Regions from separate parts of the Mus musculus genome. Here region 1 is linked to region 2. A link is a contact called in public promoter capture Hi-C data. All regions are on one chromosome and are shown on one strand. The core of a region is the stretch at or near the end of the contact, and the rest is flanking DNA. Distances in the headings are between cores, read along the strand shown. Region 1 holds the start of Stx3 (syntaxin 3). Region 2 holds the start of Eef1g (eukaryotic translation elongation factor 1 gamma).

What was found. Promoter capture Hi-C pulls out the DNA fragments that hold promoters and counts their contacts.
Region 1: a promoter capture Hi-C map of hippocampal neurons shows a contact between it and region 2, with 3 times the contacts expected there. A contact is called at or near these places in 2 of 39 promoter capture datasets (hippocampal neurons and liver).

Annotation. Positions count from the first base shown.
Region 1 is chr19:11,816,856-11,821,147 of GRCm38.p6, forward strand. Stx3 (syntaxin 3) reads right to left here and starts at 2,548. Exons shown (of 11, transcript NM_152220.2): 1 at 1,837-2,548. The coding sequence starts at 1,866. It overlaps Gm41810 (a long non-coding RNA gene), which reads left to right. Exons shown (of 2, transcript XR_003952942.1): 1 at 1-1,485; 2 at 1,798-4,292.
Region 2 is chr19:8,964,566-8,968,659 of GRCm38.p6, forward strand. Eef1g (eukaryotic translation elongation factor 1 gamma) reads left to right here and starts at 2,476. Exons shown (of 10, transcript NM_026007.4): 1 at 2,476-2,660; 2 at 3,651-3,809. The coding sequence starts at 2,649. Tut1 (terminal uridylyl transferase 1, U6 snRNA-specific) reads left to right here. Exons shown (of 9, transcript NM_197993.3): 8 at 1-88; 9 at 469-1,645. The coding sequence ends at 1,595.

The DNA of each region.
Region 1 (4,292 bases), core at 1,298-3,797, 2.9 Mb after region 2:
AAGTGTCAGGGCCTCAATTAGAGAAGCCTTTGAACTTCAACCCCATCCTCTCTGCATCGCACTGCTCCAAAAGGACAGCGACCTCCCTGTGGTTTTAGAACACTACCATAAATATAGCACCAGCTAGCACCTCACTTGCATTAGCCCTGATTTACAGAGGCTAACCCTGCAGGGCTGAGAGGCAAAGGAACGTGTTCCGGTTCCCTAGAAAAATGCCTTGTTCTTGGAACTCAAAGCTCACTTAAGATTACTTTGTTGACAACCAACTACTGAAAAGAGCCAGGGAGTATCTTAGTCTCAAAATAGATTCCCTGACTAAGTAAAGGGAGCGGCCTCTGACTGCTGTTCAGCTCTGAACTCTTTTTGACAAGGGGCATCCCTGCCATCCAGGTTATCCCAACTACAAAAGAGCACCAAGTAAAGTTTGCCCCTCAGTTAACCAGGATGCCCTGAGGCTCAAATGTGAAAAAGCAACTTTGGGGCAGAGGCTGGCTCCCACAATAAGCAACTGTCTCTTCCTTCTCTCATTTCTCCATCTCCCAAACCTATTCTACAGCCCAGGACCCAGAGCATGCAAACAGGGTGAGGAAGATCTCATCCCTGCAAGGGAGGAGAAAGTAAAACAATTACAACACCAACATTTCTATTTCAAAACAAAAAAAGCCAAAAAAAAAAAAAACATTAAGTTATTAGCATAAGTCCTAGGCGCCATACAAAGGGCTCTCCTGCAGCTCACTTGCTTTTAGCTTGCATACCTACTCATTTTACAGATAACAAAACTTAAGCTTGGAGTTTAAAGGGTAACCAGTAAGCAGTAGGGCCAGGGCAAAGCCCCAGTGCTAATGCAGACTAATACTTCCCTACTGTAAGGAGCTCATTAATCACCTGGGAAGACTCGGTGAGACCTTCACCAGGTCTAGTCTGAGATCTGAGCTGATGCGCGCTTCTAGGCTAGCTAGGAGGCAGACTCCACTGTGAGTTTCCAGGGCTGCACTGTTATATCCCATTAAGTGGCAGCCTGTATCACCGGGTGGGTTCCTAAAGTTTCACACTCGCCCTGCTCCATAGAATGTGCTCAGTAACTTACTAAATGAATCTATACCTCCAAAAATTGATGCTTCAGCACTTCCCTATATCAATCCCATTATGTCATTCAACCTTCATAACAGACCTATAAGGAAGGAAGATTCTCCCTTGACCGACAAGGAAATAGGCTCAAAAGAGTAAGTGACCTAAGCTTTTCAGCTTTTGTGCGGCAGACGACCACAGCTGTCTCCGGGGGTACAAGACAAAATAATTACAGACCACTGAATGGGAAGAGGGGTGCCATCTCAGCACCTAACAGGCTCACCGCTCCGGAAGTCACCCGGAACTCTCAACTACTCCGGGGATGGAGTAGCCCTGCCCGGTGCTCCGGGAGGGAAATAGAAAGGAGAGGAGGCCGGTTTGGGGCACAGTGCCAGGCGGCAGAAGACAGCTGGTGAGGTGAGCCCCCTGACTTCTCCATTAGCCCCGCTGATTTCAAGTCCCCGAGTGGGTCCAGCTCTGGAGGAACCCTGTCCAGCTTTGGGGGAGAAGGGGTAAGAGGGTTACGGGCGTCCAGGGAAATCGCAGCTAGGTGATGAATCACCGAGCACATGACCCTGCAGGGGAGGGGAGGGTGCAAAGCTCCGCGGGATGAGGCGGGGGCTTGGGCGGAGGGAGGCCTAGCGCGCAGAGCACCCCTGCGGCCTGGGTTAGGGGAACTAGGAGAAGCCCCTCTCCCACGCCACTTATCCTGATGACCGATCCCCGCAGCCCGGGGCCCGCCTGATCCCCCAAGCGCCGCGGACTCACGGCCTTCAGCTGCTCCAGCCGGTCCTTCATCCTGGCCCAGGTGAGGGCGGCGGGCGCCTTGTCTCAGGTGAGCGCGTCCCAAGTGAGCGGCCTGGAGCGGCGGCGGCTGCCGGCCGGGGCGAGAGAGCTGCTAGAGCGGGCGGAGGCGGGCGGCGGCCGCTCTCGAGGAGGAGCGTCCGAGGCCACCGAGGTCCGCCGCGCCGCCCCCTCCGGCCCCCGCCGGCGCCGCGCTCCAAATCCGGCTACGAGACCGCGCCGGCTCAGGGCTCGCCCGCCCCTGGGCCCGCCCCATACCTGGGCCGCTCCCCGAGCTCCTGCTTAAAGGGCCAGCGCGCTCCAGCGCCGGAAGCATTCCGGGCACACCTTCCCATGCCCCTCGAAAGGCAGAAACAAAAAAAAAAAAAAAAAAAGGCGGGGGTGGTCTGTCTGGCTTCGATTCCGTATTTTCCGCACTGTTCTTATTGTTCGGCCCTCTGCGGACTCCTCAGGTTGAAGACAAGCTGGTTCCTGCTCCCTTTGATGAGGGAAAACGTTCCGATGATGCTCAAGAGATATTCCGCCTTAAAGAAGGGACCTGTTGGGTATAAAATCTGTGCGGTTCGGGCTCAGAGACTTGTTCCCGTAGGGCGTAACTGCAGATGAGATGCCCTGGATCGGGCTGCGGCGAGGAATTTGGGGATTATGATGCTAGTGGTTGTGGGGCCTCTCGAAGTCGTGTAGGCGGTCCAGTCACCTTTTACTAACAATTTGAATAACTTGAGGGAATCTAGGAGAGTCCGTTTCCATAGCTATATAAATCAGAGGCTGCTTAGCAATTTTCTGCTTAGCCTGTACGAGAAAAGAAGCAACTGACTTTTAACTACCGGGCAGAGTTGTAGGATAAAGACGTTTGTTTGATTTGGAAAACTTAAGCCCACCTCTCTCCTCCTTGCTGTCAAGAGCCCTGGGATTTGAAGAATTTTTAGAAAAGTGTGGTTCTTCTCACTGCCCTTCCTCTTCAACGGTGCCCCTATTCCCTTCCCCTCCGTATTTGATTTGGGGATAACAAATGGCGTATCGACCAGAGTAGTGGTCAACAATTGGCGCTAGTGAAGACTTGGTCTCAAGTTCGAGAAGTATCCTCGACTTTGTGTTCAATCTTAAAGGCCATAGATACTTTCTAATTATAACCGGACTTTACCCTCTGCGATGTGCACGCTCCTACTGACTTCCTCCGCTGCCATAAAGGTAGTCAAGTAAGGCAGGGCTTGAGCTGTTAGAGCCAACTATGCGGTAATCAACTCTAATCCTCTATCTGACCTCCGGCTCCTGTCCTGACGCTGGCCCAGCGAGGACTGCGAAAGTTTCCACGCCCCCTGGTGGTCGTAACCCTACAGCTAGGGCTTGAACACCCCCACCCCAGCCCAGCAAACACTTGGAAAACCTTCCGCCACCGAGCTCATTCTCTAGCATCAGCCCTTAGGTTTTCTCCTTTCAGACAGAATCTCCCTGAATTGCCCAGGCAAGCTTTGAACTTGCCATTCTCCTGTTTCAACCTCTCCAGTAAGAGGGGTTACAGTGAAAAACTCTCGAAGTGTGGACGTCTGAAATCTGGACAGAAGTGAGGAAGGAGGATGGATTCATTTTGAAGCAAGAACAAAGGATTCCAGTTAAGACGCGATTGATTTTAGGCTGCAAAAAACGGCCCTGCAGTAAAGAACACTGACTGGAGGACCTGGGTTCAATTCCCAGCATCCACATGGTGACACACAGTTCCAGGGGATGCAACGCCCTCTTCTGGGCTCTGCAGAGGTTACACACATGTGGTATACAGACATAATGCAGGCAAAAACATTCATACAAGTAAAAAAAAAATTTTTTTAAGTCCCAGCAAATTATTTTAAAGGATATAATTGATTTCAACAGGGAAAAAATTGTGACTCTCATGCAAATATAAAATGAATATATTTTAATGTTTTAGCTTATTAGTGAAGCAACCAGTAAGAGGTTAAACTCATTCAGATCCACAGACAAACAGCAGGAAGGCTGGCATGAATAGGTTACTTGATGCAAAACTAGCTCTGGGGATGGGAGAAGAAACCGTGCTTCTCCTGTACACTAAGTCCTTATAATCTCCATGAATAGAAGCACTCTGCTTACTACCGATATCTAATTTACATAGCTGGACAATAGCTGTGATACAATGAAAGTCACAGACTATTATAGAATCAGAAAGGTGCATTAGATAAGGCCACCATAGGATACATAGCATGGAACAGCTTTTTGTTAGTGGTCACTGGTCATTTTAATTTGCTCAGTTTTTCTGTATACTCCCAAGGTAGTACCTTCCATGACTGAATGGTACCAGCTCTGTTAAAAAGTTATTATACAGAACAAGTTTTCTTCCCTATTACTTCTTGCCTTAATCCAGACACTTAAAAAAAAAAAAAAAAACATAAGTCAGAGCTTAAGAGATA
Region 2 (4,094 bases), core at 1,226-3,725:
GGGGAACAGGTAGAAGTTGATGGCTGGGACTGTAGCTTCCCTAAGGATGCCTCAAGATTGGAGCCCAGCACCAACGTGGAGCCTCTCAGTGAGTCTGGGGAACCTGGTAGAAAACTGATTGTGATGACAGGCTCAAGAATAGGGGACATATACTTGTGTGCAAGGCATGCTCAAGAATAAGAGACATATATTATACTTGTGTGTAAGGCATGGTCTTCATAGTAGCCTATGGCAGCTGTTTTATGGATGGAAAAACACGTATCTTGGGCAGGCAAGTAAGAGGTGTATTCCCCAGTTTCCCTGCTCTCTAGGCCAAGCAGAAGCATCTGGGTCAGGCAGGGCATGGCTGGGTTTCTCAGGACACTTCTGAAGTCCTATGAAGGGAAGAGAGTCCCACTGAAGTAGCTGCAGGGATGTCCCAGTTATGGCTTCCAGGTGACCCCCTTTTTTCTAATCTGCCTCCATCAGGTTCCCTGCTGGCCCAGTTCTTCTCCTGCGTATCTTGCTTGGATCTTTCTGGCTCCCTGCTGTCCCTGCGGGAAGGTCGGCCATTGATGGTGGCAGAGGGCCTGCCTTCTGATCTCTGGGAAGGGCTGCGCCTTGGCCCCATGAATCTCCAGGACCCCTTTGACCTGAGTCACAATGTTGCAGCCAATGTGACCGGCCGGGTGGCTAAACGTCTGCAGAGCTGTTGTGGGGCAGCAGCCAGTTACTGCCGAAGTCTCCAGTACCAGCAGCGTTCCTCCCGGGGCCGGGACTGGGGACTGCTCCCGCTTTTGCAGCCCAGCTCCCCTAGCTCCCTGCTGTCTGCCAAGCTCATCCCCTTACCCTCTGCCCCCTTTCCACAGGTCATTATGGCTTTGGTGGATGTGTTAAGGGAAGCACTAGGATGCCACATAGAACAGGGAACCAAGAGACGACGGTCAGAAGGTGCCAGAATTAAAGACTCTCCCTTGGGAGGGGTGAACAAAAGACAGAGACTTGGTGGGCAAGAAAAGAGCTTCGAGGAAGGGAAAGAGGAGCCACAGGGATGTGCAGGGGACCACAGTGAAAATGAGGTAGAAGAAATGGTAATAGAGGTTCGAGAGACACCTCAGGACTGGGCCTTGTTGCACTCGGGACCACCAGAGGAGGAGTTGCCCCTGATGACTGCAAACTGTCTAGACAAGGCAGCTGAGCATAATCCCATGAAACCTGAAGTGGCTGGAGAAGGGTCTCAGGGTGAGACAGGGAAGGAGGCATCACACCCATCATCAGTGAGCTGGCGCTGTGCCTTGTGGCACCAAGTATGGCAGGGGAGGCGGCGTGCCCGGAGACGATTACAGCAACAAACCAAGGAAGAAGGTAGAGGAGGTCCCACCACAGGAGCAGAGTGGCTGGCAATGGAAGCTCGTGTGACCCAGGAACTAAAAGGACCCAATAGTGAGCAAGAGAGGCCGCCGGGGGAGCCCCTCCTCAGCTTTGTGGCATCTGCCTCCCAGGCTGAGCAGACACTCACTGTGGCCCCACTCCAGGACTCCCAAGGCCTGTTCCCTGGTCTTCATCATTTTCTACAGGGTTTTATCCCTCAAGCACTTAAAAATCTCCTCAAGTGAGGAACCAAACCTCAAAAACAATAAAGCTGCTAGTTTATTTCATACAGACATTTAATGTTCTTTTGCATACTCCCTCATAAGACCATTACGAGGTCTTTGTTTTCCTCCTGGTAACGCCTTTTTTCTTTGCCTCAATGTAGCTTCTGGCCTGACTACTCTAAAACAGTCCTATGACTTCCACTTCAGAGCTCTCCTTCCCACTTGCCAGCACTTTCCTAGGGAGTGCCACCTCCACGAGGCAAAGGCACTGATTTCTGAGAACAACCTTTGCCCACACGAGACTTGTCCTGCTGCTCCAGGTGATGGGAACCACAAATTTGGGTTTAGGGTTTGTCTTTTCTATCCTTTAACGTGAAAGAGAGTTCAAATTGCCCATAAGCTGGAGTCAAGATTTATTTTCAAATTTGGATATGTGTAAACTATTGTATCAGAACTGGGCTGCCTTACCCGACCCTCTGGGGCGCAGCCAAGCCTGAGTGGTGCTGGTGACGTGGCAAGTTGGTCCGTGCTGCTTTGTTGTGTAAGTTTTAACAGCACGGAGTTTAATCGGAGCAGACCTACTTTCAGATGTTTTCGGCCGTGGGCCCCAGCTGAACAGACAGACCCTTTACAGAAAAAACCCGAACAGGAACAAAAGGAATTCAGTAAATTGCCACCCCTTCCTTAAGGCAGTTCCTGTAGTTTGTCACGGGTTCCAGATACCAGCCTTCGAGGGGCGGTGCTTCCGCCGGGTTCTCACACTTTTCCCCTCCCTGGGTGAGCTCCGTCTCCTATCAGGCTTCCGATTGGTCGGCGACGCGGGCGGGGCAGGATCGTCCAGAGTTATACTACGCAGGCGCCCGCTCTCTGCGCTCCAGGCTGCGGGCCCCACCCCTCGCTTTTTCCAACTCAGCGGGGCTGTAGACGGAACTGTCGTGCGTATGCCTTTTATGCCGTCCTCGCTTTCCGGCCGCTGTTTCCACACTGCTCTCTCCTTTCCTCCTCCCTTGTCTCCTTTGCGGCTTACTTTGCGGCAGCACCGACAGCCCCACCCCCTTTCTCTGCGGAATCACCATGGCGGCTGGGGTAAGTTTGCCGGCTCCGGTGATTAGGGTCACCCTATCCACCGCCATCCTTTGCCTGAGTGGGGCCAGTCGGCGCCAGGGGAGTTTCAGACCCAAGCCGCGAGCCGATCTGGGGTTCACAAGCCGTACGGTCGGAGAGCATGGTTTCTAGGGCCTGGAGGGGAACTGAGGCTGGGGCTCAGAGGCTAGAGGTGGAACGTTCTGGGGTTGAGGAGAAAAAAGATGCTGGGTCTCCATTGTCTGGACCTTTAAAAAGTGTTTAACCTCACTGCCATTTTGAGGTGTGGCGTCTGAGCAGGTTGGTGGAACTTTTGCCACCGTTTTGTGGGACAACAACGAGGACGTGGAAAGGAGAGGGTCTTTGTGGGAAGGGGCGACTGGCACGTTGGGAGTTGACCTTCGGGGAGGTTTGGGAGCCAGAGGAATAAAGGGGGGGTGAAGTGAGCCCATATGGACCCTGCTGGTGAGATTTTAGTAGGGAGACAACTGGGAACTCACTGCAGGACAGGACCAGAGGGTTGCTAATTCGCCATGTGCAAAGAAAGGCATTTCAGGAAGAATAACTGATGAACATTAGAATTCAGCGTGTCGATTCTGAGGGGAACTTTGAAATCCCTTGGTCTGTGTGTGTGCTTTTGAAGTGATAGCAGCCTGGAAGTAGTTAGACTCCGGGTCACCGCCAATGAATGAAACAAGGGTTCTGGGAGAGATGGGTGTGAGTGTTCGTGTGTTTAGGCAGATGGGACCAGAAGTTTTGAAGGGAAGAATGCCTCTAGAGATGTCCTTAAGAGAGGTCACATCTGTCGGTAAGCTTTATTTAGCAGCTGGGATGTTCTTCTTGGTATTTCAGAGGACTCTGATTACATGGGGCATACTCGGTTCACTAGGAGTGAATCTAAGCTGTGCACATTGGAATTGCATGGAAGTGTGCGTGGGGAGTGGCATTCAGGGTTCCTTGCCTCTAGTCCATCCTTCACCCTTTCTCTTGTAGACCCTGTACACATACCCTGAAAATTGGAGGGCCTTCAAGGCCCTCATCGCTGCTCAGTACAGCGGGGCTCAGGTCCGCGTGCTCTCCGCACCACCCCACTTCCACTTTGGCCAAACCAACCGCACCCCTGAATTTCTCCGAAAATTTCCTGCCGGCAAGGTGAGTGGGGAAGCATCTGGGATCTCTAGAATTCCATTATTCTGGAGATGGCCCCCATGGTGTGTGTGTGTGTGTATTTATTTATATATATATTTTTTTAAAGAAATTTTAAGGGGCTAGGAATGTAACCTATTAAAGCCTCTGAACTTGACTGCCCAAAGGAAAAAAATAATTTTGAAAGCTCCCGGAGACCGAGGCAGGGAGATTGTGTGAAGCAAGCCTATAAGTATAGTAAGATCCTGTCTCCATTGTAATTATGAAGTTCCATTGTATTCACAGCTGTTC